Linked DNA regions of Callithrix jacchus: region 1 is linked to region 2. The links are chromatin contacts, called in public Hi-C maps. All regions are on one chromosome and are shown on one strand. Each heading gives the region's core, a stretch centred on a gene start, on an enhancer-like site or on the middle of the called end of the contact. The rest is flanking DNA. Distances are from core to core; before and after follow the strand shown.

What was found. Hi-C and Micro-C count contacts between places; a contact is called where the count stands out from the background.
Region 1: a contact with region 2 is called in a Hi-C map of induced pluripotent stem cells, with 4 times the contacts expected there. The contact joins the enhancer-like site here to the promoter of ZFP36L2 in region 2. A contact is called at or near these places in 2 of 3 Hi-C or Micro-C datasets (induced pluripotent stem cells and skeletal muscle).

What each region holds. Positions count from the first base shown.
Region 1 is chr14:71,877,592-71,884,454 of calJac240_pri, reverse strand. No RefSeq gene overlaps it. Among named protein-coding and RNA genes, the nearest start is that of TRNAI-UAU, 150 kb to the left of the region's middle. Within about 2 kb of position 5,089, at least 5 of the 16 cell types and tissues checked have an H3K27ac peak or open chromatin away from gene starts, as enhancers often do.
Region 2 is chr14:71,625,760-71,631,819 of calJac240_pri, reverse strand. It overlaps ZFP36L2 (ZFP36 like 2 zinc finger CCCH-type), which reads right to left and starts at 3,336. Exons shown (of 2, transcript XM_035272687.3): 1 at 2,995-3,336; 2 at 1-2,482. The coding sequence starts at 3,045. The coding sequence ends at 1,040. THADA (THADA armadillo repeat containing) reads right to left here. Exons shown (of 38, transcript XM_035272686.3): 38 at 5,443-6,060.

The DNA.
Region 1 (6,863 bases), core at 3,840-6,339, 250 kb before region 2:
CACACCTTGGTGTGGTCCAGCCACTTCCTGCCTTCAGCTGATCAAATCTCTCCTTTTCCTTCTCAATGCCTCATCCATCCCACAACTTCTTATTCCTGGGACCCCTTCCTGCTCCCAAGAGCTCCAGCCAGGTGTCAAGGGTCACAGGCAGGTCCCTAGGGGTCCTACCCTTGACCCCACTCACCAGAAGATACCTCTCCTGGCATGCTTGGCTGACTGAGGGACTTTCTCTGGGCCTTGGATGTTTGAGGAAAGTGGCCAGGGGCCCAGGCCGGAGCAAACTGCTTAGGTGACATATCTAACGCTACTGAGGCTCAGCTCCTGGGATGGTGGCTCAGTGAGTCCCACCATGGCCCTTCAAAGAGAGCAGCCGGGAGAGCTGCCCCAGCCACTTCCCCTCCCTCCTCCATCTTCATCTACATCCGCATCCTCATCTTCATCCTCATCTCCTCATCCCCATCCTCATCTCCTCATCCCCACCGCTTCTTGTTCCTCCGGGTACTTGCATATTCACTTTCTTTCTGAATTCCACAAAACTCTCGTTAGGCAGTGGAGCATAGACCACCTTCCTCATTAGGGAGAAACCGACACCCAGAAGGAATCCCAATGCTGGCAGCACACCTTTTATGTTAACGTACACATTTCTGGAATAGGTAATCCAGAACCCTCACATGGATGACGAATCTGAATTGTTAAAGAAGTGTACAGTACAGAGTCCTGCTCCCGCCCCCTCCCCTTCCGTGCCCCCACCTCCCACGAGGTAACTCCATTTGCTGGTTTCTTCTGCATCTCCCCAGAATGTCTTTATGTAAAATCCAAGCAAAAATGGCCACGTGGTCTGATCTTGCCACTTCCCACCCAGAGGGGAGCATGCTATCCACGCTTTTGTGCTATGCTTTTCCCCACAGAATCTCTTCCCATCAGCCCCTAGAGGATGTCTTTATTCCTTTTATGAGCACTGACCACCTGCACTGGGCGTCTTTGGTGCTTGGGTATTGTGTTAAGAGACCTACATGGGTTACGTTATTTAATCATCACACAGACCTAAATGCAGAGTGTGCTAGAATCATCCCCCTTTACAGACGAGAAAACTGAGGGCTGGAGAATTTGATAGTCCAGGTCATATGCCATCTGGTTCCAGAAACGGCACTCCTTGCTGCCATGAGGTTCTGGAAGGGCCAGCCTCTTGACATTTATTTGTTTATTTATTTTTGTCTCTATTCCTGGGTCCTAGTCCGTTTTAAAAAATTTTTTTAATTTTTTATTTTTGGACATTTATTTATTTAGGGATGGGGTCTCACTTTGTTGCCCAGGCTGGAGTGCAGTTGTACAATCTCAGCTCACTGCAACCTCTGTCTTCTGGATTCAAGCAATTCTCCCCACCTCAGGCACCCCAGTAGCTGGGACTATCGGCACATGCCACCATGCCTAGGTTAATTTTTGTATTTTTAGTAGAGAGGGGATTTCACTATATTGTCCAGGCTGGTCTTGAGCTCCTGACCTCAGGTGATCTGCCCGCCTCCGCTTCCCAGAGTGCTGGGATTACAGGAGTGAGCCACCACACCTGGCCTCAGCCTCTTGATTTTTATCCAATCCCCACTGGGTGGTTTGAATGCAAATGCTAATCGGGTTCAGCTGAAAGACACAGTTGAACCCGTGACCTTAGATTGTTGATGAACACACACCAATTGCCCCATTTCACCACTCACAAAAGGAACAGGTCAGAATGCTATCTAAGTGGTTACAGATCTGTGTCATAGTATCACCAGATTCCCAATGTGTGAAAATGAGTCTCCTTATTTTCTGGATGAGGAAAACGAGGCTCAGAGAATTTAAGCCAAGAATGCAGCTTGGGTCTTGGGACTTCCCCTCAGTGGCCCCCATGGTTGGCTCCCCTTCTCCTACCTTGGCCCCTGAGATGGGGGAGGGGTTGGCTGCCAGGGCCCCTCTCTGAGGGAAAAGTAGTGGGGTGGGCCTGGGTCCCCAAACGGCCACAGTGGAGGCAGGGCAGGCACTGGGTCAGCCCAGGTGGGTGGGATGAGGTGTCATTGAAGGTTGGTGAAAAAGGGGTGAAGTGCTGTCCCTTCCTCTCCAGCTTGGGCTTCCTGCGACAGAAAGGCCCGGACCCTGGTGGTGATCCTGGGGGTACTACAGTAGCTGCTGAAAGTGACTCTTCACCAGGAGCTGGTCCTCGGGGACAGCCAGCATCATGGCCTCTCCCTGGCTCCCTGTGTGCCCTGGATGTATGCTGAGGGCTCGGGGTGGGCCATAAACCCCACCGCTGGTGGCCACTATGTCCCTCTAGGTTCAGCTTGACCATCCCATAGAAAGAAAAGCATGGCATTGTTGGGGAGGCTTAGAGCTTGGTAGGAAACTGACCTCAGCTCTCAGAGTGGGGAGCCCTGCAGCCAGGGAAATCTAGCAGGAGGGGTGGCCACATGTTCTTCAGGGGTCCTTGATACAATCAACACTGGGGGCGCTACAAGTGGGCCAGAGTGGTCTCCTATCCAGCTTAGGGGCATATGGATTCCTTCCCTCAGACTCCTCTGCCTGTCCCCTCGGCTCTCTTTCCCAGCGTTCACAACCCTGCCTGTCCCCGCAGAATGCCTGACTCCATACCACACGCATTAAAGCTGCCATTGATACCTCCCTCACAGTGTGCCAGGCATTTGCCAAGTATTTTACACACACACACACACACGCACACACACACGCACACACGCACACTATGTCAGTCAATCCTTGCAATACCCAAGTGAGGAAGGTATTATTACCATTATCTCCACTTTATAGACCAGAAAACCGAGAGGCGAATAGTGTAGGGAAGGTCTGCGTGGCTCCGGCCAGGCTAACGCTGGAGGAGCTCTACCCTCTCAGCCCCAAGGTCAAGGGCATGGTGTTGGTGGAGAAAGGAAACGGCTCACTCTGGGGTGGGGGTCCCTCATTCTGGTCCTCTCGAGCAGTCACTCTTCCATCTGTCCTGATGGTCGTGGCGGGGAATGGGGTCAACAGAGAAGAGCCTCCTCCCTCTTCCTTCCTTTCTGTCTTCCATCTCTGCTTACTCTCTACATCTTTTCCTTTCTCCCTTCTCACTTTATGTTTCTGCATCTCTCTGTGTGTGTGTCTGTTTCTGTCTCCTCTCTCTTTCTCTCTCCCAAGGGTCTTGCTCTGTCACTCAGGCTGGAGTGCAGTGGCACAAACAGGCTCACTGTAGCTTCGACCTCCTGGGCTAAAGCAATCCTCCCACCTCAGTCTCCCAAATAGCTGGGACCACAGGTGCACAGCACTACACCCAGCTAATTTTTAAAATTTTTTGTAGAAACAGAGATCTCACTGTGTTGTCCAGGCTGGTCTCAGACTCCTGGACTCATGCCTTGGCCTCCCATAGTACTGGGATTACAGGTGTGAGCCACCGCTGCCAGCTGGATCCTTTCAGCCCCAGCCTGGGCAGACGCACCTGACCAGCACCCTCTCAGCCCTCTATCTGCCTCTGGGTGCACCTGCTGCACAGAGCATCAGAACCCATGGACTTGGGGAGATGGACGGCTATCACAAAGCCATTTCTGTGTGTGTGACTTCTCTCACTCTACTATTAGGGATGCCCCATTGCTCCCATCACACTGGGACCCCCAGAATAGGGTTTGTTCCTCCCCCACCAGATGGAGACACTACCCCTCTCCTTGGATCCTCTCTCTGCCCCCCTCACCCTTCCCTGTTTTGTCTTCCCTCCAAAAGGAGGGCTCTCTTGGGCCCTCTGGATTTGGGGCTGCATGCTTGGTGTTGACCAGCACAGAGCAACCAGGGGCTACTTCCCAGCCACACCCAGAGAGAACTCCCTGGAGGGCAGAAGGGCAAGCCAGGGAAGAGGTCAGCCTTGCAGAGTGTTGCTTTTGTGGCTTTTCTGAAAGCTGCAAAAATGTGGCTTTGTCTGAGCAAGTTAAAACAAAAAAATATCAATGGTACCTCCCACAGATGATACTGTTGCTCAGGCTCGTGGAGCCGCAGTTGGTAGACAAATAACACATTAAAAATAGCCTGTGTTTCCCAATCGTATGGCCTCTGGGGGCTGCAGGGAAAGGTCTTGGCTGAGCGGGGTTTTCTGGCCCATTGTTTGCCTGCCCTGGGTTAGGAGTGGGCGTGGGGGCCGTTAGTAGGCACAGCAATTCCCGGTCAAAGAAGGGAGGAGGGTGAGTTCTTGGCGAGGATGAGCAAGATAACGCGCACTTGAATGGAGTCGCTGTTTGATGTTTATTTTTCCTTTCCCAGGCCAAGAAATATAGCACACTCCATTTGGAACTTCAGTTTCCACCAACATTTTCCCCCAGCCTTTTCTTTTTTCTGGAAGTGTGCAAGTGAGACTGAGATACAAGGTCTTATTTCCATCTGGGCTCTGGCCCAGGAGCCTTGACCAAAAAGTTACTTAAGTCATATTTCCATCATCTGCAGATGGCTGTGTATTTATTTCTCACCAAAGTAAAATCCCAAATGGACTGCAGATATTTGCACGAGTCAAAACTGCTTCCTCCTGGCAGGGCTAGGAAAGGGGCTTTGATCCTTCTGAGAAAACAGAAATGTTGGCCCCAGCCCGGCGATGATGGTGCATTTGGGGTTCCCATAACCACCCAAGATCCAGGCCCTCCCTGATGGGGTGAAGCGGGGGGACTCTGGGGGCTAGAGGGACTGTAGCCCTGAGATGGACACAGGGCTTTCAGATAAGCAAGCTAGAGGCAGCTCAGTGATGGCGGCAGAAATCAATGCAGGTGGGGTCACTGAGCAGGTGAGTGACCCAGAGTAACCCTCTGGAGGACCAGCCACCATCTGAACTCTGTGAGTAAGTGTGTGTGTGGAGAAAAAGCCAAACTGTGGAAAATTACTTGGGCAAAACCCGCCACTCCTGGACACAGGGCCTGCTGTTAGGCCTGTGTCGTCGGCCCCGTTTTTAAATTTGCGCCCTCATCCCCAGGGTGCTGAGCCTGGCACAGGGAGACAGGCATGGCCTGATACGCCCAGGCTGGTTCAGTCCTGGGTCAGGATGGCCCCCCAGGTTGTGCTGTGGCAGGGCCTCTCGTGGCCACCAGGGCGCCCTCATTCCCAGGGCAGAAATCCATTCAGGACTCACTGTCCCTCTCCCCACATCCCGCCTTGTGGCTCCCAGAAGGAGAGGGTCTGAGTGAGCACTGTGAGGGCATCTCTGAGTAGGGGAGGACCCCTTAGGGCTGAGGAGGGCAAACTGGTAAAGGTAAAGAGAATGGTGGGCAGCTGAATGCTGACAGCTCGCTTTCCAGTCGCATTTCTCCTCTCCACATTCCCATGGCGCGTTTGGGGTTGTCCAGTGTGCATCTGCCGCGCCCCCTCTGCTTCTTGACTTCCGTTTCCCTCTTTGGCTTCAGGCATCCCGCCCAACAGTGTTGCTCTCTATCAAGGGGATCCTGTGTTCCCGTTGCCATTCGTCATGAGACTTCAGATGTGCTCCTGTAGCTTTGGGAAGGGGCATGCGAGCCCCTGGGGGAGCTGAAGGCTGTGTAGAGGAACAGGGATGAGGTGGAACACTGCAGGTGCCACTGTGCCACTTCCAGAACTTTCCAGGCTTCCTCAGGGCTATCCTTCCTGAGATCCTTTCCTTAGCCCCATACAATTCCTCTTCGGCTGGGGATGTCTTGCCATCACTCACTACAGGGCTAGAGCGGGACCCTACACCCAGGGTCAATTTCCAGGTGGAGGCCACCCCTGGTAAATTCAGCACCACTTTGCAGGGAGCAGGGACTCAAGGTCTTTCGGCTCCTGCTTGGTTCTTGCCATTGGCATCTTTGGGTCCTTTCTCTCCAGGTCAGTCAGCAGGCCCTCCTCCTCCCTCCCCCGCCACATCTTGGCTCCACACTCTGTTTTCCTTTAGGGCTTGCTTTCAAAGAGCACCAAGCTGGCCACTAGCGCCTCTGGCCTGGCCCACCTTGAAGCCTGATCCTGACTCATGGTCCTGGTCCCGACAGGACGTGGTTCACACCGGTTTAGAAAACTCAGGACGGCAAAGTCACAAACCATCTGCACCCTCTTCTTCCGCCCCAGACGTTATTTATGTGTGTGGCTTTGTGTTCGTTGCTAAATGCGGCCTGTGTGAAGGCTGTTAATTAACCCTTTGAGAAACACGCTTCCCATCGGGGCAGGGACAGGAACCAGGAGCATGTTTCTAATCACTGAAGATTTATCCTGCTTCAGACAGGGCATTTAATGAAGGCAGAGGAAGGGGCTGGAGGAGATGCCCTCCGAAGTGGTTTAAAGAAAGCCTGTTTTGTCCACACAGATTGTCAGAAGGGCAGGAAATTCTAAATCAACTGTGATCCTGGGCCTCAGGGAGCAGGCAGGGGCCTGTGGGGTGGGAGGAGGCCTGGGGGCACAGTCTGGTTATCAGGAGGTGGGGCCAGGCAGCTCTCCCGAATGAGCTGTGTAGTCACTCATCCCTTTGGCCATCTGTAAAGTGGGACCGTGTCTCACCTGCCTCCTCCAGGGAATCTGTGGAGGGACAGTGGAACAGAGCTGGAGGAGCACTTATAGTACAGACAGTCCAAAGAGTGACCATGACTATGCTGTGGGTGCCTTGGGAGGCGGGTGGGGGTAACAAAGTGAAAGGTGGGACTTTCCCTGCCAGTGCGGGAGGGTGAGCTCTGAGGTCAGGATGTTGATAAGCTTTCCAGTGGGGAGCCTCAAGTCCCTCCCCTGTAAAATGAGGGGCATTCTGGACTCTTCACAGCTGGCTGTAGGATTATGTGTTTCCTGACACTGAAAACAGCCTTTCTCCTGAAGAAGGAAAAATTCACTTTTGGGTTTCACAGCCCTTTAGTTTCCCAGCCCAAGGTGCATGGCAGTTC
Region 2 (6,060 bases), core at 2,087-4,586:
CAAGTGAAGTTACAAAAGGCATATATTACTGTGAAAAGAACATACACTCCACATTTTGCCGATTAATAATGGCAATCATAATTTAACATAATAAAAGAATATATATCTATTGCTTTTCATCATACTTGATAAATACAGTATGAACAAAATTTTCAATGTATACTTTTCACAAGATAATAAATAAGTTAAATAGTTTTTTTCATATTGAGTTGTGGTGCAGTGGTGCTAATCAACTCAAAACAGCTAAAAATTCAGCAGTTATTCTCCAACAATTACAAAGTAAGCTCTGCCCAAGGCTTCCAGAGGGAGCAGACAAAATGGTTCTAAACTAAATATCCACTAAGTGGTGGCAATGAAACCAGTAACCAGTATGGACCTTTGGAATGCAAGGGTTTTTTTTTAAACCCCCAGACATATATAACTCTGTTAAACAAAAAAACCACATATGGGCTGAGGGATAACTATCAAGGCATATTCCTGGCAGAATATTGGATTCTAAAAAGCTTATAGTTTTAGCAAGGAGGTGGCTGGCTAGCTTGTTTACACCAGTCTGAGACAAACAATTAGGAACTTCTTCCAAGAGGAGAGTTTCCACATCTGGACTTAACTAATGCTGTTCAAGTGAAGAGATGGAATGGTAGTTGATGGCTGCTGGTGCTGGGTTGATTTTTCCTGAAGTCCCAAACTCACTGGAGTCCTAAAAAAAGTTTAAGTGTTTTTTTTTTTTGTTCTACTCTTATCACAACTGCCCTGTTGTGAATATTTTGTTCAATACAAAAAGTTCGTCGACATTTTTGCTCAAAAGAATGAAACTTCGTAATAAAAATAAAAAACAAAACAAGAGGAAACCGAAAAAGGAGGGGTGGGGGCCCCTCCCAGCACAGAGTTCGAGTCCAAGTGCTGGTCGGGCTTGCAGTCTGCCTGGGGCCCATGTCACCCCCCACAATCCCGTGCCCAGCAGGGACGAGATGGCGAGGGGTGTCCTCCAACATCTCTGAGCCGCCTTCCCTTCCTTCCTCCTCACTGGCGCCCTCTTGCCTCAGTCGTCGGAGATGGAGAGGCGGCTGAAGATGGGCAGCCGGCGGCCGGGGTCGAGGCTGGGGGACTCGGAGCCGCTGAGGCTGCCGGAGCTCAGGGAGCCGCTCAGGTAGCTGTCGCGGTCCGACAGCGAGTCCGGGGGGCTGGGAGGCGCGTCGAACACGGGCGAATCGGACAGGCGGCGCGGCAGCTGGAAGCTGAAGGGCGGCGAGGGAGGCGCGACGGCCCCGGCGGGGAGGGGCGCGCTGGGCGGCGCCGGAGGCTGCGCGGGGGGCGCCAGGCCCTGCTGCTGCTGCTGCTGCTGCTGCTGCTGACTGCGGTAGTAGGCGGCGGCGGCCACGGCGGCGAAGTTGTGGGTCTGGATGGCGAGAGGCGTGATGAGGCTGCTGAGCTCCGGGCCGAAGGCGAAGGCGTTGTTGGCGCAGGAGGTGGACGAACAGGCTGCGCAAGGGGGCCCCGGTGCCAGCAGGTCCTCGGCGCCCCCGGTGCCGTAGAGCAGAGCGGCCGCAGCTGCAGCCGCCGCGGAGGCGCAACACGTCGGGGCGCCCGAGGGCGTGGAGGCCGCAGAGGCCGAGGAACAGGAGGAGGCGGAGGAGGAGCAAGACGAGGCCGAGGAGCAGGAGGGCGGCGGCGGTGTGCGCGACGTAGGGCTGTCTAGCAGCAACGGCGACTCGAGGCCGCCCGGGGGCTGGTGGTGGCCCGACGGGAAGCCTGAGAAGCTGAGGCTGTGGTGCAGCTTGGGCCGCGGCTCCCGCGGGAAGCCCAGGTGCAGCGCGTCCCGCGTGCCGAAGGCGCGCAGGTCCCCGGAGGCGCCCCCCGACGGCGCGGGCCGCCGCTCGTCTGCGTTGTGGATGAAATGGCAGCGCGGCCCGTAGGGGCAGAAGCCGATGGTGTGGAAAGTGCGGCACAGCTCGGTCTTGTACTTCGGGTGGCGAGTCAGACTGCGCAGCTCGTGGAAGCCGTGCGCAAACTGGCACTTCTCCCCGTACTTGCACGTGCCGCTCTCCTCGAAGGGCCGGCACAGCTCGGTCTTGTAGCGCGTGGAGTTGATCTGGGAGCCGCCGCCCCCCTTCTGCTGCTGCTGCAGGTGCAGGAGGTGCTGGCTGCGGTCGCCGTTCTCGCTGAACGAGCGGTCCCGGAATTTGTTCTCCTTGTTGAGCAGGGCTGTGCCGCCGCCCCCCGACGGCTCCTTAAGGGCGCCGTAGGAGGCCGGGGCCCCGGCCGCCGCGCTGCCGCAGCTGCTGCCATTAGCAGCGCCGGGGAACTTGGGCGAGCAGCTGCCGGGGCTGGGCGCAGGGTGGACGAGTGCATGCAGGTTGCTGGCCGAGTGCCGTCGGAGGAAGCCCGGCGCGAAGCCCGAGCTGGGGGCGGCGGCCACGGGCGTCCCCACCGCTTTCTTGTCCAGCATGTTGTTCAGGTTGAGGTTGGCCAGGGATTTCTCCGTCTGCCAAAGGGAGGGGAGCGGGGAAGGGATGAAAAACGAAGGGGAAGACAGACTCCGGGCGAGCTGCAGAGGAACTCCCAGCCTGATTCTTTCCTCTTTTTTGCCTCCCTCTTGGCGGATCTCGACTCGGCCTCCACCCTCCACCCATACACGCGCAAAAGGAGCAAGATCGCGCTGGAAGGAGCGGGAGAGGGGAGGACGCCCACCGCGGGCCGCGCTGGGTTTCGACACGTGATCCTTCGCCCCGGGCGGCCGAGGTGGGCGGCGCGAAGCCGGTCCGGGAAGCCCCGGGCAGCGTGGCTGCGGTCCGCAGTGGAGAAACTCAAAGCGACAGCGGCGCCCTCCCTGCCGCTCTCCCCGCCTCCAGGGCGCTCGCACACTCTTTTGCAAACCCTGGGACTTTCCCGACCAGAAAGGTAGGGCGGGAGGGGGGGGTCCCCCAGGACCGGGGGACAGAGGCAAAGTCCGAGAACTGAACGGCGGCTGCCGGCCCGGCCCGCTCCCTTTCGTACCTTGCACAAGAAGTCGACATCGTAGAAGGCGGACAGAAGTGTGGTCGACATGTTTCTGGATCCCGCAGTGGCCGGAGCGGCAGGCAGGGCGGTCGGGAGGAGCCCTCGGGGCGGCGTGGCCGGGCTAGAGCCACGACGAATAACGGGCGAGGGGCGGAGAGAAGCCGAAAGTTTGCCGGGGGGCGAGAGGAGAGGGCGAGGGCAGCGGCGCGGGCCGGCGGGAGGGTCCGGCAGAGTGCGGCTGGGGGGAAGGAGAGAAGCTAGGAGCGCTCCTCCGCGCCCCGGGGTGCCCGGCCCGCCCCCCCCGCGGAGCCGACGGCAGCTCGCGGACTGCTGGAACTCGGCGGCCCGCAAGCGCGCGTCCTATATAGAGCCCGGGGAACTGCGGCTGCCGCTGGGCGGGCACGCCGGGGGAGGGGACAGAACGCAGCCCCCGCCGGGGTCTCCAGGCAACGCCGCCCGCCGGCTGGTGGACGTCAGGCGCCTCTCGGCCTCCCATTGGTCGCCGCCAATTTTTTTTCCTCTGGGGGAGGGGGTGGGAGGCCTCGGGGCGGGGCCGGCGGCCGGAGCAGCGTGCAGCGCTTGGTCCCAGTGGGTGCCGCCGGGTGGCGGCGGGAAGGCACGGCTCTCCTCTTCGGGGGCTGAGCGGTTGGAGAGCCCCGGTGCGTTTAGCGTGGCCGGGATTCTGCAGCCCCGGATGTGTCTTTCCCTTCCCTGTTCTCCGAGGCGGACCTGTGGAGCTTTTAGCTCCCACCTTCGCTTTTGTGCTAGGCGCGGGAATTGCAAAATGCCAGAATATCGCAACCGTCCGCGCAGCCCGGCGTGTTTGCAAAGGGTGCTCCGGCCAGGAGGCGAGGGCTCGGGGCCTGCAGTCCATCAGTGGCGGCTCCAGCCCGACTGCACGTGGAGTCGCGGTGGGGGTGGGGACAGCCACGCGGGCGGCCGCCGCGGCAGTCTCGCCCGAGGAGCCCGGGCTCGTTTCTCCGCCCTCTCCCCGCCCAGGCTCAGTAAACAGGGCTTGAGCGCCGGGGCCTGACGGGCTGGGCTGAGTGTCTGAGGACAAGGCGCTGGCTTTGCTAATCACATCACAAGACCTTGAGCCAGGGCCAAAGGCGCGGAGTGGCGCGGGGCGTCCCGGGCGGGGGAGCTGACTCCGAGGACAGGAGGAAGAGCCGGGAGAGCGCGCGGGCATGGAGGCGACTTAGCACCACCCTTTCCGTCTGCTGGTCGGCTCGGCCTTCCCCGGCCCTCCAGGGCTGGGGGTGCAGCTGCCCGCCGAAGCTCCCCGCCCGGCATAGCCTGGGCCTGTTGCGCCCTCCCAGCCTCTTCCCTCCTCGGCCGTGGGGGCGCCGCGTCCAGCCTTCGCTGGATGAGGGCTGCAGGGTCCTGGGGGGCTGCATGGACGCAGATGGTGGGCGCGCCCCCCTCTGTTTTCCCTATTTCGCCAGCCCCACACCCCAACAGCTTGCGCTGGAAAATGCGCTTTGCCAGCGGGCGCCCCGCCCTCGTCCGGGTATAGAGCAGACACCCCCATCTAGTGCCCGGTGAGGCTAAAGCCGCTGACAGCCCCACTCAGAAAGATCTGGAGTCTGGTCTAGGACACTTATCGCTTCGCGTTCATACAGGTTGCCAAAAAGCTTGGGCCTGAAGTTGGAAGGTCCAGGACCCTATAGGGAAAGAACTAGGCCTGCGACTCAGAGATTCGAGTCCCTGGAGTTTAGCCTGCATTTCCCATTACTGTACTCCCCTGACGGCCCAGGGAGCCAGAGTCCAGGGTAAGGATCAGGAATGCTGGGCTGGAGTTCAGGCCCTGCCCCTTAGAAATCATGTGGTCTTACGCACATCGCATCATCTCTTTGGTACTTGGGTTTCTTGTCAAACGAAGATCATATTCCTGCTTGACTCATCTCTCACGCCTGTGAAAGTGCAAATGGTGTCTGTGAAGGTGTTTAAAAGACAAACAAGGACTAAACCATCTTTATGTATTAAACCAAATTGACAATGCATAGAGGTGGAGAAAGCCAGGCTTTTGAACTATGGCCAGATGGATGGAGCCAGTCATGAGTGCAGAGCTCTGGGGGCACCCAAATCCTGAACCTTAGGACTCAGCACCGAGAGTACCAGTTTCACTTTTAGCGCCTACCTTACACTGGCCCCTTGACAGACCTGGCAACTGTGGTCTGGTTTGTTCTCTGGCGAGATGACCCCAAACATCTCACCAAATGGTGTGAAACAGCCACTTCCCTAGGCACTTCCATTAGGTTAGTAACAAGATTTCAGATACAGAACCAGTGAAGCATCTGTTTGAATCAATGTCCAAATCTGGGGTGAGTCCCAGTCAACAGCTGTGAGAACACCGGTGACTTTGTGGATGAGGTAGGATTCTGGAGGTAGTATGTGGACGTGTTATGGGACATGCTTGTGTACAGAGTACCTGCTAGTATAAAATTCATGATGTAGCTGCTTTTATTTCATTTTAAATGGAGAAACAAGAAGTGCTGGCCATTTCCAATGTGCTGGGATTTGTTGGGCCAGTTCCATAATTCTCCTATTCTCCTGTGGTTATCACCACATTTATGCCACCAAGTCTCTGACTTCTCACCAGCCAGGTCTTAGAACAGTAAGTGTTAGGTTGGCAACTTTCCATCAGGTGTGGGCTACACAGCTGCCTAACTAGGTAATTAGTTCAGGATCACAAAAACCAAATTTGGGGCCAAGTGGTTGCAAAGCCACCCAGGGAATTTCCTCTTCTGTTTAGGACAAAACTTTGGACACTGAGCTGCCTTCCTGTCTCTTCCACCAAAGCCCTTTTCCTATACTTCCAGTACGGCTGCTTTTTTGTTCTTAAATTCCTCTTTCTTTTAGTGAAGGGGTTTTTCTGTGTTAGGCTGGAGTGTAGTGGCATTTCACAGGCATGAACTCCTGGGCGATCCTCCCACCTCAGCCTCCTGAGTAGCTGAGATTACAAGTGTGCACCACCATTCCTGGCTTACAAACTGCGTTTTTAGTGTTAGATGGTTTTCTCTCAAAAAGAGATGAATTACATTTGAAATATGAACTTTTCTG